3 separate regions of the Sus scrofa genome follow, and all the other regions are linked to region 1. Evidence: chromatin contacts called from public HiChIP or PLAC-seq data. All regions are on one chromosome and are shown on one strand. Each heading gives the region's core, a stretch centred on a gene start, on an enhancer-like site or on the middle of the called end of the contact. The rest is flanking DNA. Distances are from core to core; before and after follow the strand shown.

Region 1 (2,966 bases), core at 215-2,714:
CCCTCCTGGAGCCCCCGGGATAGTTCTTCCCTGTGGTTCTGTCCCCACCTCCAAGTCAGCCACCTGCCACTTTCTTCCTGGCCTTTCGCTCAGTCCATTAACAAAGGCTATTGAATACCCCCTCTACCTGCCCGCTTTCTGTGTGCTGAGAACATCAGCCTTGTGTTGGATTTGGGAAACAGCTCAGGGCTGGGGGTTTGAAAGACTCTTGGCTTTGCCACTTACCAGCCTGTCATTCTAGGGGAGCCACTTAAGGGTTCTGGGCAGAGAAGGGATGTAGTTCCCCCTGGAGTTTGGAGTCACATGAGATGGTGGCACTGAAGGCCTCTGTTAATACATTTGTGTCCTGTGGCTGCTAACATCCTTACAAGTGGACCCGTGGATTGCTGTGCATGCAGCAGCCCCCCTCTTTGCCTGGCAGGCAGGCCTCTCTGAGGCCCAGGGATGCCCTGCTGTTTGTTTCTAAGTCTGAAGCAGCCTCCTCCCAGGTTCAGGAATCCGGTGGGACCTGAGGCCCTTCTGCCCTCTCTCCCCCCACTGCCCTGCCCTCCTAGGGTATGTGTTTCATCTTAGCTCCCCTCCCAGGACCTCAGCAGACCCAAGCCCCATCTAGCCTGGCTCCCAGGCCAAGTCCATCACCTACTTCTTCCTTCCAACCCAGCTAACTTGCCCGCCTCCTCCTCCTTCTCCCAGTCTAATCCTTGGAGCTCCATGATTTCTGCCGGATTCTGAATTCTTTCTTTCCTGAGGCCTGGAGGTCCCCTGGGAAGGTAGGACCCAGTCAGCCCACCTGCTCCCTGCAAGTCACCACCTCTCTGGGAACATACCTGCAGACAGACTGCAGACATCCATCCTGTGCCCAAGTCCCTACTGCCTGGCACCTGCCTTCTTCCTCCTTGTTCCTGAGGAGCTTGGCAAGGCCTGAGCAGACCTGGCTGGCAGGCTGGCAGCACCCGCCAGCCCCAGCTCCAGGCCCATGCCCCTGTCTCCTTTGCTGCCCTAGCTTCTTTTCCTTGTGTGTCTCAGGTCAATCCAGCAAACACAGGTGTAGCCCCTGCCATATTTTCTGGACTACTACATTTTATGGCTTCAAAGGATCTAAATGACCCAAAGACGAGGCCCCCTCACCCCATGTCGGGGGTGGGGGCCAAGAGAAAGACAACGGGACAGAAATAGAAATACAAGGCAGAGCAATCTTGAAGCTCCTTGGGTGCTGTGCCAGGCCAGTTCTGCAGCCATTCTCAGAACATTTTCAGAAACAATGCCTTCCCTGTCCTTTGGGACTTGTTGTCCCATGTCTGGGAAAAATCTTCCAGCTGGGGTCATGGCAGAGTCACAGAGCAGCTGAGACAAAGTAAACAAACTTGGACTTCGTTTTGGAATTCCCTGGTGCCTCCTCATGTGCGGATGTGTGTTGAGAGTCAGAATATTAAAACATCAAAGGGAATCATTTGGGGACAGTTTCTCTTGGCTGGTTTCCATGTGAGCAGAGAAAGGATTGTGGCCAAGGAGCCCGCGGGCTGGAGGAGTTTACCGGAGGACGGTGCACCTGAAGGCAGCTTTCTTCCAATATTTCATTGCTGCTCATGCTTTGGAGGCTCTCAATTCCAACAGCCTTTCCTTTTCCTTCCTGGAAGATTTATTTCTGTCTCTGGCTTCGGTTCTTCTCCCTGGGGAGGATCCAGACGGAAAGCTGGGGGCGCTGTCAGCACCCCGCCATCCACTTTGACGGCCCTGTCTTCCCCTGCCCACCCCCAGCACACTCTCCTTCTCCTTCTGTCCTTCCCTTTTTCTGTTTCGTTATGTGTGTGGGAACGTTGTGGTTCTGTCTTGCGACGTGACTGGGGATCCTTCTTTGTGATCAAGTGCTGTCATGTCTTTTTGGATTGGCGCCACTTCTCAATTCCCCTCTCATCCTCCCGAGAGCCGAGGCTGTGATTTCTTTTTCTTTCCAGTTTGTATGCATTTGTGCTTGACGGTAGCAGACCGTGGTGGACGGGTGTCCTGGCCCACCTCGGGGTCACCTGAGGACAGCTTTCTAAGCTGCCTGCCATGTTCTCTGGAACAGGCGGATACACTGGGGAGTTAATGCCTCTGGAGTGGCCTCAATCCCTGAAGACAAATGCCCGGCTTCCTGCCCCTTGTGGGGCAGCTCTGGGTGTGCATACAGTGCCTCAGGGCCCCTGTTGCCACGGCACTGATAGCTCAGGAATGCAGCTTTCCTTGGCTTTCCTTTCTTCCCTGTTTCTCATCCCCGCTCCCTCAATCAGTTTCCTGGGATTACTTTCCAAAGAAACTACTTACACCCCAAAGCTCACCGAGTCTGCTTTTGAGGAAATCCAAATGAAGTCAGAGACTCACTAAAGCCTGGCTTACCCTCTTGCCTCCAGCCACTGCAGCTCTCATTTGAACCCCTGGCCCCTTGGACTGGAAGAGGCCCTGTCCCCAAGATCACCATCCTGTCCTTGGAACACCACCCCCACCCCACCCACCCCTGGCTCCAATCTGTTGCTCGATTCCCCTCCATTACAAACCTTTCTCTTCGTGGCTCCATTGCTAAAGGTTGTGTTTGAAAGTCACAAAATAGTCTCAGGATCACGAGCTCTGTAGACCAAGACCTCATTTCTCCTGTAAAAGCCCTGACTGGCTGGATTTTAAATAGGTGGCTGCCTGGGTCCAGTGAGTGGACTGAGAAAGATAATTTGGGGTGGGGATGATGAGCAGGCCAACGCTGGTTGTTGAAAATGCAGGTGGCCTTCTGTAAAGATGGAGCCCCTCCTTCATAGTTGGTTCTATCCAATGCGTAGCTGGAAGCTCCGCCCCCACCCCTCCCACTGGCCTCACTGTTGCACATGACCCAGTCTGTGGCCCAGCATTGCTCCCTGGAAGTCACAGGTGGTGCTTGCTCAGTGGGCGGTGAGAAGACTTCCTTTGTCCCAGGATACGGTTGCCCTGTGCGATGGCTT
Region 2 (2,966 bases), core at 347-2,846, 190 kb before region 1:
GCTACCACCCATAGTAGTCTACTCTCTTCTAACCAATGCTATGCTCTTTCCAAAGAATCCCAATCTTGTTAAAGCACTGTACGGATGGAAGATGTTTGGGGTCCTCCTAAATTATCTGCTCCCATGATCCGCCCTTCTATCTTTTCAATGGCCTGATTCTTCTAAGCTTTTACTTACTTTCTGGCCTAAGTTGTCCAGAGTTGGGTTTTTTTGTTTTTTTGTTTTTTGTTTTGGAGCTTGCCTGCACTTGTTCCCATGTGAGTCCCTCAGTCTTTCTGCTGCTTCTCTTTGCTGCCTGTGGTTATGATTTTGTGCACTGGGTGTGTGATGCACATGAAAAGAGGGAAGGAGGTGGTGCATGCTGTGCCATCTGAGTGCACCTGCCCCTGTTCAAGGCCATGGATTTGTGTTTCTCAGCATACCTGTCCAATGTGACTTGAGGGTGACCAGAGGGTCTGGTGGTCTCCACGATCTGCAGCTGAAACTCCACGTGAGAATCCCTAGCTGTGGGACTATTTCTGCAAGTTCTCATTGAGTAGCACTAAGCTAGGGATTCATTTAACTCTTTTTTTTTCCTTTTTAGGGCCATTCCTGTGGCACATGGAACTTCCTGGACTAGAGGTCAAACTGGAGCTGCAGCTGCTTGCCTACACAGCAGACACAGACACAGCCATAGCATTGCAGGATACAAGCCACATCTGTGACCTATGCTGCAACTTGTGGCAATGCCAGACCCTTAACCCACTGAGCAAGACCAGGGATTGAACCCACATCCTCATGGATACTAGTTGGGGTCTTAACCTGCTGAGCCACAACAGAACTCCTAGGGCTTTAACTCTTGCATGATAAGGGGTATGCATTTAGTGCCTATCGATTATCTAATATTAGTATCGTGCCTTTAAATGAAATATTATTCCTCACAACAGCACATATATACATCTGAATAATAGGGGTCTAACCGTGTGGGAGACACGTAAAAGACTGAGTTCATGGACCGTGAAGGATGCAGATGGATTTGAGGATTTCCTGTACACATTCTGTACACCCCACCTCCCAAAGCCACATGGCCTACAGGTGGGGAAGCTGCATGATAATCAATGCAGTGTCTGTTATTACATCAGAAGGACTCATTCATCAGACAGCAGGGATCACAGAGAAGCAGCGCTTGTGTTACCCTGCTAGGCAGACCTGTAGGGATATGGGTTCTATAGGCACCTCTGAGAGGGTGTTGGACTTAGAGGATGGCTTTAAAGACAAATATTGCTGCCTTATGTTTTGTGTGAGTGGGGGGGGGGTTCCTTGAGCAACTATATGAGAACAAACAGTGGAAACATAGCAAGTACAAGTCATGATTTTGGGAACATTAATTTCTTACTAAAACTGCCTTGTGCTTGAAAACTTGAGCCCACAGCTGGGGTTTGGCAACCAAACCCTGCATGTTTGGGTTCTGGTTGAGTCTAAGATGCAGTTGATTGTATGAGGGATTAGCTTTTGCAGGGGTTACGGGCCCCTCCCCGTAACCCCTGTGGGGAGAAAAGTGTTGCTTGTTGGGGATAAACCTCAGCTAAAGTTGAAGTCGGGACAGACCTGTAGGGGGAGCTCTCATGCCCCATTGCACATCATTCATCACTCCAAACAGGAAGGAATGTACTGCTAGGACTTCCATCAGGAAGATGCCTCTACTTACTATCCAGCAAGATAAATCTACCCTCTGCCCTAGGGTAGCCCAGCCAATCAGAGACTGTTCCCCCCCAACCAATGAGATGCCTCCATGCTTTGGACCCCCAGCAACTCCAATGGACTCTTTTGTTATCTCAATCCTGCCAACTCCCCCTTTTTCTCTATAAAAGACTTGGAGGATGGCTTTAAAGACAAATCTTGGTTCTCTGGATTTGCCTGTGGTCCACCATTATTTCACACATCCTGAATTGCAATTCCTCTGGCTATTCCTGAATAAACTCGCTTTTGCTGGTAACATAGCTGGTTATTATATTATTTAAGATGACAGCCCCAAAATGAAAGGGAGACACGGAAAAAGGAATAATTATGCTACGACTCCAGGTCAGCCCCAGGGACTAATAATGAGAGCCAGCCTCTACTGATCACTTAGTCAGTGGCAGGCACAGTGTATTCCTTCGCTTTGTCCTCCTAACAACTCTGTACTGTCATATCCGTCACAGAAGAATCTGAGGTTTGAGATGTTAAATAAATTTTTCAGAGTCTCATACCCAGGTCTGTTGCTCTTGAAGACCTGGCCTCACTCCCACAGTGAGTGGAAGCCTCTTCAGGACTAACCTTTAAGGAAAGTGTGGCCTGCAGCTCATATTTGTGGGCACATGGCCTGGCTCCAATGAGTGAAACCCAAAGAGGATATTTTCAGCACCTCCATGGTATCAGCTTTGGGAGCCAGGGAATCAGTCAACCTCAAGAGTGAGGCATCTGTTCTCAAGGAACCAGAATGTACGTACCCCAGTTGTGTAAACTTGAGTCTCAGTCTCTTCTGTAAAATGGGGATGACAATAACTCCTCTATCAGGATTAGATTCATCTAGAATGACTAATCGTAGCTTAAACAAGGAAAGTGTATTTTCCTCTCATATAAACAAACTCTGGAGATGTACCATCCAGAAGTCATTTGGTGGCGCGATTGTCATCAAATATCCAGGCTTTGTGTATTTGTTCTGCCATTCTCACTGCATTTCTTTCACCTCAAAGTCCTAATAGCTATTCGAGCTCCAGCCATTACATCTGCTTCCATTCATCAGGAAGGAAGAAGGGGCAGAGGAGAGGGCACCTTTCTTTATGGTCGCTCTCTTCCTGGAAGTGCACATGCCTCTTCTGTTTACATCTCTGGATCAGAACTCAGCAAATGCCAAACCTAGCTGCAAAGGAAGCCGAGTTTTCCTTCTGTGAAGTCACTTGTCCAGCTAAGAAGCTAGAGTTCCATTACTAAGAAAGCTGGGGAGA
Region 3 (2,966 bases), core at 143-2,642, 160 kb before region 1:
CTTTTGGCCTCCTAAGTGGGTGTTCAAAACCACCACTGGGCACCACTGGACACTTGTACAACTTATCCACATATAATATTGTCTGAATCTGAACTTGGTCTGTCATCTGATCTTGTTTTCTCCTAGATGGTAAAGCCAAGCAGGGGAGAGAGTGAGAGAGACTAGAGGGGCTGGTGGTGAGCGATACCAGCAGGCAGCGAAGTGGGAATGGAAAGGGGCAAAAACCAGAAACAAAATGGCAGTGGAGGAGGGGGAAGGCACACAGAATTGGGATGGCTACAGAGAAGGCAAACTAGGAAGAAAATATCTCAGAAGCTGTGGTTAGAGGAAGTCCTGAAAACGAAATAGTGCTTCTTTACCCCTGGGGAGTGTTATTAGTATCAGAATGACATCATTAAAGCACCGTTGGGGCCTCCATCCTGTGGGCTCCAATGCCTAAGGGCCCCTCTTTGCCCAACCAGAAAATGTAGATAATCAGATTATGTCCCCTGTCTTGTTTCAGTCTCCTTATAATAATATTAATAACAATAATAACAAGGATAAGAGCTACGTTATAGGGTGCTTTCCTAAACACTTTACACATAGAACCCATGAGAAAGTGCTATTTAAGAAAGGAAGAAACAGGCCCAGAGCAGTTAAGTCACTTGCCCAAGTCACACAAAGTAAATATGGATGGAGGCCAGCAGGCCCAACCAGATGATTTGGCTCTAGGGCTCCCGCTATTAACCCTTACACTGTAATTTTACTTTGTCTAAAAAGCTCCAAGAAGAAAGATTTCTATAATGGGCTCACTGCCTCACATCTTTGATTCACTAACGTGGGCCTGGCCTGGCGTTTTTATTTATTTAATTGCCTCCTCAGGCAGCCTCAAGTTGCAGGCTAAGACGGTTCCCCAGATCTTCTCAAAACTTCTGGGCACCTGAAGTAACTGGGCTAGGGTGTGGCACGGGGGACAGTGGCATGATCCCACTCCCTAAGCACAATCTCTTAAGAAATAACGCATATGCCTGGGGATGGGCCCACCTGTGGCATGAGGAGGAACGGTCCTCTCTTCTCTGTGGTCCTCCCAGCCCCCAAACGAGCACCTTCGGTGGCAGTCGCCCTCCAGTATCCAGCTCCAAATTTGAGGGTTCCCAGCCCCACGCGCGTTCTTGACGCACGCAACCTAGGTTAAAACGGGTTGGGACGGTGGGCGGGTGAACCTCTGACCTCTGCGAGGAGGGGCAACTAGGGTCGCCGGCAGCGGGGAGCGCACAGGTTGCGGGCTGCGTGGAGGCGACGGAGCGGCGAGTGGAGGGGGCGCGGGGCCCGCTCGTCGCTCCCGCGGCTGCTGTTAGGGGCCGCGCGGCTCCCCAGAAGATGCGGCGCAGCATATTTTGCACATGAGTTCAGAGGAAGAGGAAGTGTAGCCGGCGGACGCGCGGCGGCGACGGGGGCGCGTCGGGGCTGGAGCCGGAGCGCGCCGGGCTCAGGGCGCAGCGAGCGGGAGCGCGGCGGCCGCGGGCTCCGCGGAGGGACGGGCGCACAGATCGCAGGAGGGACAGACCCAAGAGCACGCCTCGCAGCCGGCCACGTTCCCACCCCCTGGCGCCCACGCCTTCTCCGCACCGCCTCCTCTATATGGCACAAACTTTCCTCCCGGGACGGAACACGCTGTCTTCGGGAGCCCGCGCCCGCGCCTTCTTCTCGCCTGGTCCAGAACGGTAGGTGGACGCCTGCCGAACTCGGGGTGGAGGAAGGACCCGGCGGACGGGGCGAGGGGGGAGCCGGTGGGCGCCTCCTTGGAGGTTGCCCGGGCTGGGCATGCTTCTCGGGCGTCGGGGCTGCCACCCCTGTTCCCCGCACCTTTGGCCGGGATTGGATGGGGTCGGGCCGGATCCGTGGGACGCGGCGGTATTGGGCCAACTTTTTTTGGGTGGGGGGGGGCGCGGAATCCTCCCTGGCGCGCTATGGAGAGAGGCACCCCAGAGCAGTCTGTTGAGGGCCGTGGGCTCCGCATGCTCGGGGCGCCGAGGAAGGAAGCCGAGGGGGCTACAGGTGGGTCTAGGACACTGCTGCACGAGGTCCTCGGCAAAGATCAGGCGGGAGCTGGCCGCGGAGTCCGGGTTGCTGAGGGCGCGAGGCCGGGGTGGGCTGGGGCGGGGCGGGGCGGAGACGGCTCCTGCTGCCGTTGTGCGTGCGCCCTGGGAGGTGCGTTTGTTCCCGGTTCCCCGGACAGGGGTGCTGGACCGGCGGGAGCAGACGTGCCGCGCGTTTAGAGGAAGCGCCAGGGCCACGGGAGGCTCAGAGACTTGGGGCGCAGGGTGTGTGTGGGTCCCAGCACTAAAAACGGGCATCTCTCCTTCTGTGAGAGGGTTTCTTCTCTCGTCCTCACCTATTTCCTAGGCTAAGGGAAGCCAGCGTGGACCTGGGTCAGGGAGGGGTGGTGGTGGCGTTTATTTCAGGAAGCCCCGTGATCAGGCATGCACACCCCCTTCCTGGGTCAGGGCTCATGCCCTTCACCTGGTGTGGCGCTGTCTTTGGCAATGAGAACGGCTTGGAGGCCAAGGTGCTGTACCCAGGCATGCTGCTGCCTCCCTGTTGCTTGCACTTGGCTGCCCAATGTGCTAGTGGGTGGTCCCCAGGGACGCTGGATGGTGTCAGCGAGTTTGTTAGGGGCTTTAAAAACAAACAAAAAGTATTAAAAAAAAAAAAAAAAAGTCTGGCACCAATCCCTATATTTGAGTGGCTGCCCTGTTTCCAGCAACAGTCCCTTGTTGTAATTGGTACAGCTGTTTTCAGATGCTGGGCGCAGTCAGGCGAGGCTTCTTCCAGCCCCTGCCATCGTGTGTCATCTCAGGATAAGTGAGGCCCTGCCAGGAAGGAAGGCAGGCGTAATGTGAGCAACCTTTAGGTCTGTGGGTAGGGCTTGCTCTGCACTCCACATGTCCCTGGTCTGGAATTCCCAATTTGTACCTCTGAACAGC

The links. HiChIP or PLAC-seq counts read pairs in DNA pulled down with a chosen protein or histone mark.
Region 2: a contact with region 1 is called in an H3K27ac HiChIP or PLAC-seq map of alveolar macrophages, with 6 times the contacts expected there. The contact joins two enhancer-like sites. A contact is called at or near these places in 1 of 47 Hi-C or Micro-C datasets (heart right ventricle) and 2 of 2 datasets of contacts at active chromatin or transcription factors (alveolar macrophages and skeletal muscle).
Region 3: a contact with region 1 is called in an H3K27ac HiChIP or PLAC-seq map of skeletal muscle. The contact joins the promoter of RFTN1 here to the enhancer-like site in region 1. A contact is called at or near these places in 2 of 5 promoter capture datasets (fetal liver and liver), 6 of 47 Hi-C or Micro-C datasets (alveolar macrophages, embryonic fibroblasts, heart right ventricle and 2 more) and 2 of 2 datasets of contacts at active chromatin or transcription factors (alveolar macrophages and skeletal muscle).

Annotation. Positions count from the first base shown.
Region 1 is chr13:3,516,234-3,519,199 of Sscrofa11.1, reverse strand. All of the region lies in intron 5 of RFTN1 (raftlin), which reads left to right. Among named protein-coding and RNA genes, the nearest start is that of TRNAE-UUC, 53 kb to the left of the region's middle. Within about 2 kb of position 1,464, at least 34 of the 83 cell types and tissues checked have an H3K27ac peak or open chromatin away from gene starts, as enhancers often do. A contact at or near this core is called in alveolar macrophages, fetal liver, liver and 1 more, where this site is marked.
Region 2 is chr13:3,701,616-3,704,581 of Sscrofa11.1, reverse strand. No RefSeq gene overlaps it. Among named protein-coding and RNA genes, the nearest start is that of RFTN1, 28 kb to the right of the region's middle. Within about 2 kb of position 1,596, at least 1 of the 83 cell types and tissues checked has an H3K27ac peak or open chromatin away from gene starts, as enhancers often do. A contact at or near this core is called in alveolar macrophages, where this site is marked.
Region 3 is chr13:3,673,498-3,676,463 of Sscrofa11.1, reverse strand. RFTN1 (raftlin) reads left to right here and starts at 1,392. Exons shown (of 10, transcript XM_021071357.1): 1 at 1,392-1,703.